2 separate regions of the Capra hircus genome follow, and region 1 is linked to region 2. A link is a contact called in public Hi-C data. All regions are on one chromosome and are shown on one strand. Each heading gives the region's core, a stretch centred on a gene start, on an enhancer-like site or on the middle of the called end of the contact. The rest is flanking DNA. Distances are from core to core; before and after follow the strand shown.

The links. A called contact is a pair of places that touch in the nucleus more often than the background predicts.
Region 1: a Hi-C map of blood shows a contact between it and region 2, with 2.4 times the contacts expected there. The contact joins the promoter of KRT24 here to the enhancer-like site in region 2. A contact is called at or near these places in 2 of 5 Hi-C or Micro-C datasets (both in blood).

What each region holds. Positions count from the first base shown.
Region 1 is chr19:40,550,015-40,553,500 of ARS1.2, forward strand. KRT24 (keratin, type I cytoskeletal 24) reads right to left here and starts at 2,221. Exons shown (of 8, transcript XM_005693787.2): 1 at 1,616-2,221; 2 at 729-811; 3 at 206-362. The coding sequence starts at 2,221.
Region 2 is chr19:40,468,301-40,471,725 of ARS1.2, forward strand. No RefSeq gene overlaps it. Among named protein-coding and RNA genes, the nearest start is that of SMARCE1, 34 kb to the right of the region's middle. Within about 2 kb of position 1,496, at least 1 of the 5 cell types and tissues checked has an H3K27ac peak or open chromatin away from gene starts, as enhancers often do.

The sequences.
Region 1 (3,486 bases), core at 971-3,470, 82 kb after region 2:
ACAAAAAGTTGAAACTAGGACACCGAAAGGAAAAAAAAAAACCACCCTACCAAAGTCACATATAATTTTCTCATGATTACTTTTTTTCCTCCTGGTTACAGAAGTTGAAAGTCCATCCAGATAGAATGTATTTTATTTTTATAGAATGGATGTGGGGGAACCTCTGTAGGCCAGCATTGTTGATTAATGGGGACCCCGTTCCTACCTCCTCGTGGTTCTTCTTCAGGTAGGCCAGCTCCTCAGTGAGGCTCTCAATCTGCATCTCCAGGTCAGAGCGAGTCATGGTTAGGTCATCCAGGACTTTCCGCAGGCCATTGATGTCAGCCTCCACGGTCTGCCGGAGATGCAGCTCATTCTCATATCTGGAAGAGTACAGTACAGCCCATTTCAAAGAGTGCAGTGCCTGCTCACATATGCAAGAAAATGTTTTCTCCCCTGAGCGATTTGATCAATGAACGATGTTTTCTCTTGGGAGTTTTCCCCTTGTAAAGCAAAACCTGAACCGTACATTAACTCTATTGATGGCCAATATTTTTGATAGCAAAATTTCATCCTGAAATTGCCTTCATTCTGTTCTTGTTTGTGGAACGAGGGTTTTGTAAAATGTACCCTTGTGAATTTAGGTCTTGATCCCCTAGAAGATTGCTTTAAAATTTAGAATAAATTAAGCCAAGGGATTGAATTTTATTTTCCTACAATGCTTGCTTTCAAGTCTTCACTTTTCTTACTTTAGTCTGAAATCATCAGCAGCCAGCCTGGCATTGTCAATTTGCAGAATGATCCCAGCATTTTCAGTGGTGGCAGTAATGATCTAGAAAACACAATAATAGTGAATAAATCATGGTTGCTTTTTTTTTTTTTTAAACCTATGTCTACATGTCCATCTGTGAGAGTAGATGTCTCCTGAGTTAACCTTTAAAGGTGAGTTGCTTTGAAAATTTGCTTAGTAATGACACCTGCGTTGATGACCCTAATGTACTTAGACTAACATCCTTCTGTAAAAATTAGCAGCCTGCACATTTGCTGGAATGAGCATGTAACATTGTTTCACAGAACACAATTCTCTACATATTTTTGCTGTTTTGGAAGATCAGTTATTCTATGAGCTTTTTCAGAAAATAATGCGAAACATGAATTTCACTTCCAAAAGAGTCTTTAAAAATATATTTCCCATACAACTATGTCTAAGCATGTTAGACTCCATCACATTCTCATACAATATTTGCACCAGGTTTTCTAGGAAGAAAAATGGCTGTAAGGCTATTTAAATCTAGTAAGAGGCCAAAGGACATCAACCTGCCAGAATTAATCATGATGAAAAATTAGAGGAAGCTAGTGTCGATTTATTGCCATCACTCTTAGGTTAATTAGCTGCCTGGCATTGTGTAAATTCTACTCTTTTGTGGAAACACTCAAATGTGAGATGCAAACAAAATTAGTATGTTTGGATGTCTTGTATTCAGTGTCACAGTTAAAGCACTCCACATCCCGTTTTACACATACAACAAAGCAAATATGTTTTCAAATAATACTGTGACTTAAAGTCATCATTCATGATCTGAATAAATGGGAAAGATACAGAAATAATAGAAACTCAGCATGGCTAGTGTCTCACCTGATTCTTGAGATCGTCAATGACTGGATAGTATTTGCTGTAATCTCTTCCAGCTCCACCATCCCTAGACCCGGGCCCAAATTTCTCATACCACTCCTTGATTTTGTTCTCCAGGTCAGCGTTGGCCTCTTCCAGGGCTCTGACTTTATCCAGGTAATTGGCCAGCCGGTCATTGAGGTTCTGCATGGCTTGCTTTTCACCTCCAGAGAAAAGCCCCCCGTCACCAAGGCCACCACCCACGCCACCACCCACGCCACCACCATAGCTGTAGAAACCTCCACTAGTGCCTCCACCGTATCCCGCACTCCCGCTGAAGCCAGAACCCCCACCAAAGCTAGAGCCCCCACCAAAGCTAAGGCCCCCACCAAAGCCAATCCCAGAACCTGAAGCTCCTCCAAAGCCGCCCCCTATTGAGCAGCTACCAAACCCCCCTCCAAAGCCTCCGCTTGCGCCCCCACTCAGGCCATAGCTGCCGGCGCCTCCTCGGAAGCTCCTGGCAGAGCCTCCCCCGAGACCAATTCTGCTTCCGCTGCTGCCACCAGCAGACACTCTGACCGAGCTGCTGCCTCCAGCCCTGGAGGAGGACATGCGAGATGAGCAAGACATAGCGTTCCTGCGAAGGTCTGGCTTGTCCAGGTGAGTAGGAGAGGTGATCGTGAAGAACCTATTTGCAGGCTGCCTTTTGGACCCTTATATACACACTTTTAGGGTGTTCCTTTGCCGTGTCACTTCTTAATCCCTGTAACACATTTGCTAATCTGCAACTGGATGATTTTTTTCCCTCTGAACCCACTCTACTGGCTCATTCTCTGAAGCTAGGTCAGAGCCTCCGGGCCTCTACTAAATTAAGAAAAGAAATAAGGTGGAGCAAAGCAAAAAAATTTTTTTCAGAATTACAGTTTTAATCTTTCAGAGGTTTGGTGACTGATAACTCTTTTCTGAAAGAGCAATTGTGTTAAATTTGCTTCATGATTTCCCAATTGCAGGATATATCCCCAGATTAACAGGTGTAATTAAAATATACTTAATATGAGGAGAATGAAAATTTCCCATCAAACTTGTGACTTTTTGTTCATATTGTTCTCTTTAAGTTGAAATGAGCTCTAGCACCAGCATTTCTTTCAGGTTTGATTGCCCTTCTCTGATTGTTTCAATTGCCTATTTCTAAGGTTTTTGAAGTTTGTGACTTAAGATGACTGTCTTTCTTTGCATAATATTTTGAGATCGAATTAGATATTTTTACTGTTACTAAGAAACTCGGAAACAATAGTGTTCCACATTTATATGTGTGCATTATTAGATCTTAATGACGTTTATTTGCTCAAAGAAAGTCTAAGAAAGATTGAGAAAGTGTTGAGGCAGATTGTTTTAGTATCAGATCAGAGTTAGTGGTGTGATGCTGTGCTGCAAAGATGCTTTTCTTTCTGATTGAACTAGAGTATGATATAATGATACTGGTGACTTAAAAAATAGTCACAACCTAGAAGCTGAGAGTTATGTTTTGTTCCCAGGCTTCAGGTCCTAAAAATTCCCACCAACTAAAGCATGACTGTCTACTTCTAGGTTGTGACTACTTTTTTAAAGTCAACAACATCAACTTCCTTCTTTAGACTCAGATCTTAAGAACTGAAGAGAGAATGTTGATTTTGTTGATAACTAGAGAAGAGGATCTGAATCCCTTCTTTTAAAATTTATTTATTCATTCATTCATTTATTTTTGGCTGCACCATGAGGCACGCAGGATCTTAGTTCCCCAACCAGAGAGCAAACTGTGTCCCTTGCAGTGGATGTGCGGAATCTTAACCACTGGACTGCCAGGAAATTCCCTAAATTTACTTTATTTTTTATTTTATTAAAATTTTTTTTACGTG
Region 2 (3,425 bases), core at 246-2,745:
TCTGTGAAATAGCTCAAGGACATGGCTCAGAACATGACCTATAGCCCTTGAGGAGGGACTAAGTGTCCTTGACTTTGTTTAATTGCTAAGCTAGTGTTATTTTGTCTTACTTGACTGTTTTCCTTGATTTTTGCATTTTCTCACTTCTCTAATTAAATTTGTTATTTGGGAAAGTCTAGGAGGCTGAAGTTTTTCTACAGCTGAGAGGCAGGTAGAGGACATGTTGTGGGGGGTCTTCCCAGGAAGGCCCCATTGGGTCCTGCTTGGTTATAATCCCCCCTTTTTTTTGATACTCCTCAATCTGGAAGGGTAACAGGTGTAGGACAAGAAAGGGGATGAAATTTTGGATAAGGAGGTTAACCATAAGCTTGGCAGAAGAACTCAGTTTTAGGGGAATTCAGTTTTAGTTGCTGCCCCTTTCTGTCTCTGTGCCAAACTTTCCACAGGTCCTTCCTTGCCTCCCACAGTGCCCTCTCTCTATCTCCCACTGCCCTTTCAGAACCAGCTCAGATACCACACTTCTGAAGCCTTCCCTAGTGTCTGCACACAGGAAAGTTTGTTTCCCTCCCCCGATTCATGGGACCATGCAGGTGGCCTTTGGTAGAGACAGTCAGTGCGTTTCTCTCCTCTTTCTCCAAGGGCCCAGGACCCCTCATCTCTGAGTGTGCTCCATCACAGAACTCTCAAACCGTCCGTAAGCGTTGAATGAATGGGTGGAGATCTGTCACTGGCTCCTCCACCTCTATCTACCATCTTTTCTGGAGGAAAGGCAGTTTGTTCGTGTATTTCTGAGTAAGAGGTTCGAGAGGGAGCCAGGGAGAAATGTTCAGGGTAAATCCTGCCCCTCCCCCATCCTACCCCAAGATCTAGGAGAGCAGAATCTTATCAGGATTAGGGTCAAGGGCACCCAGTCAGGGTGATTTGAAAATGACAGAGCGATTAACTGATCTGGGCAGGAGGAAGGGGGCAGAAATCTTTGCCAGCAGGGTCTGGGCCCTGGAGGAATTTGTTGGCCTGCAGACATGGGGGAAGGGAGAAGTCAGTTTCCAGATGAGGCCAGGGAGGCTCCATCCAGGTGTGTTCCAGCTTCTTCTGGCTTTCTAGGGCCAGAGATGGAGGTAAATACAAGGAGCCAGGGTGCTGGGCAACCTCCAAGGGGGCCCCCTTTGACCCTAGAACCATGTTTCCAAATGGATAAAGCTCAGGGACAGAGTCAGTTCAACCACTAGTCAAATGTCCTAGTTAATTACCTACTTCCTTCTCTTCAGTCCACGGGAAGCCTAGGGTCCTGGGATGGGCACTGGCTGGAGACAGTGTGATGGGGATTCATTGGCATCCCTGGAGTCTTGAAACTGGACGAACAGGAAGCATCCTGTTTAAAACTGAAACAATCTCACACCTTTTGTGAAGTACCAAGGAGGAGGTGGTGGAGCCTGTGGTATGTGGGAGGAGCTATGAGGTACTGGACCCACCTTCCCACCCCCTGAGCTCGGCCCTCACCCTGAGGACCCTCCCTCCTTAGTCATCTTCACACCTGCCTCAGGGATATAGCAAGTTGTCACTCAGCTTAGCTCAGCCCAGGAGCTGAATCTGTCTCCATCTCTTCATTTTGATGGCAGCCTGGGATTGTTTTCCTTCAGAGATCATCTCTTGGAAGGACACCAGCTCTTATTACATCTCCCAGCTTGCCTGGAGGCCAGCTCAGCTAATCCAGCATCTTTGGCTACTGGATTTGCTTCTGGCCTGCGAAGCAACCTCTGGCACCAGTTGGGTGGGAAGACGGACAAAATAATTAAGCCCCATGAGTTGAAAGGAGAATTAATTCCCCTGTACAGGCTTTTGTTTCTTCTCTTCCTGGGTAACTTCAGATGTGTTAATCCAGGACTGTTCTTTTTTTCTTTTGTAACAGGTTTAATTTATAGCAGCACTGTTATTTTTTTTTTAAACTACAGTTTTTCATTAGAATGTAGTCCATGTGACTTTATAACACTAAAGATATTTCCCTTGTTTATGGTGAAAATGACTTAACTATATGAAACCCAGTTTTGCCAAGAGGAATAAAAGATCACCCCTAATCTTACTACAAATTCACTGGATCCGGTTTCTGTGTTTTTCCTTCTAGTTTTTCTCTGGATGCGTATTTAATTGTATGGGAATATGACTCCAACACCGAGAAGGCAATGGCAACCCACTCCAGTACTCTTGCCTGGAAAATCCCATGGATGGAGGAGCCTGGTAGGCTGCAGTCCATGGGGTCGCAAAGAGTCGGACACGACTGAGCGACTTCACTTTCACTTTTCACTTTCATGCATTGGAGAAGGAAATGGCAACCCACTCCAGTGTTCTTGCCTGAAGAATCCCAGGGACGGGGGAGCCTGGTGGGCTGCTGTCTCTGGGGTTGCACAGAGTCGGACACGACTGAAGCAACTTAGCAGCAGCAGCAGCAGTCTGAGAGTGTTGGCTACCCAGGTGGCTCAGTGGTAAAGAATCCACTGAGGAATCCAATGCAGGAAACGTGGGTTAGATCTCTGGGTTGGGAAGGTCCCCTGGAGGAGGAAATGGCAACCCACTCCAATATTCTTGCCTGGGAAATTCCATGAACAGAGGGGCCCGGTGGGCTGCAGTACATGGGGTTGCAAAAAGTCAGACACAGCTGAGTGACTGAGACATAGGAAGCAATCTGAGAGTGTATGTATAGCCCCACCTTGCTACATGTTCTTTCTTACCAGCATTAACTCGGAAAATACTTTCAGTATCATTATTTACTTAGCCAACCTCCTCTGGCTAGAAATTTCCTGGGCTCTGTCAGTCCCTGGGGGTCAGGCAGAATGAGCTAGCTTCAGAGCAGAGTTCAAAGGACTCCAATGAGCCATCTTATGCTCCTCTGCCCCCTGGCCCTGGGCCTGACTCCTGCCAGTCAGTTACTGCCATGCTCAAGTACCCACTGAAAGGAATGCCTCACTCATTGCTCTGTAGGGAGAAGGCCTTTCCAGGGCACATTTTTGCAACGTCTTTGATTCATGCAGGTGTGCATCCGCTGGGCTCTGACCATTTGGACAGACATCTCCTTTACCAGACAAAAGGCAAGGGGCCATGTCGTGTTGGATCTTTATTACTGGTGCCCAGGACTTAGTAGCAGCAGCAGGAGGGTTCTTGGAACATAACAGATTTCAGCAGCTGTTTGTCAAGTGAATGAAAATCAAAAGAATGATTCACAGCTCACGAGGAAAAATGTAAGTCTCCAGTCCCCTGTTCTTTCCCCAGCCTGGGCTGTAGAATCTGATACATGGCTCTGCTTTAGGGCTGAGAGCTTTGACTCAGGGTAAAGAGCCTCATTATTCAACAGCTTATTTCTCCCTGCTAGGTAACCTCTGCACCTCTTTCCTTAGAATCCAGGTCTGTGTTGTCCCTTCCCCATCCCTGGA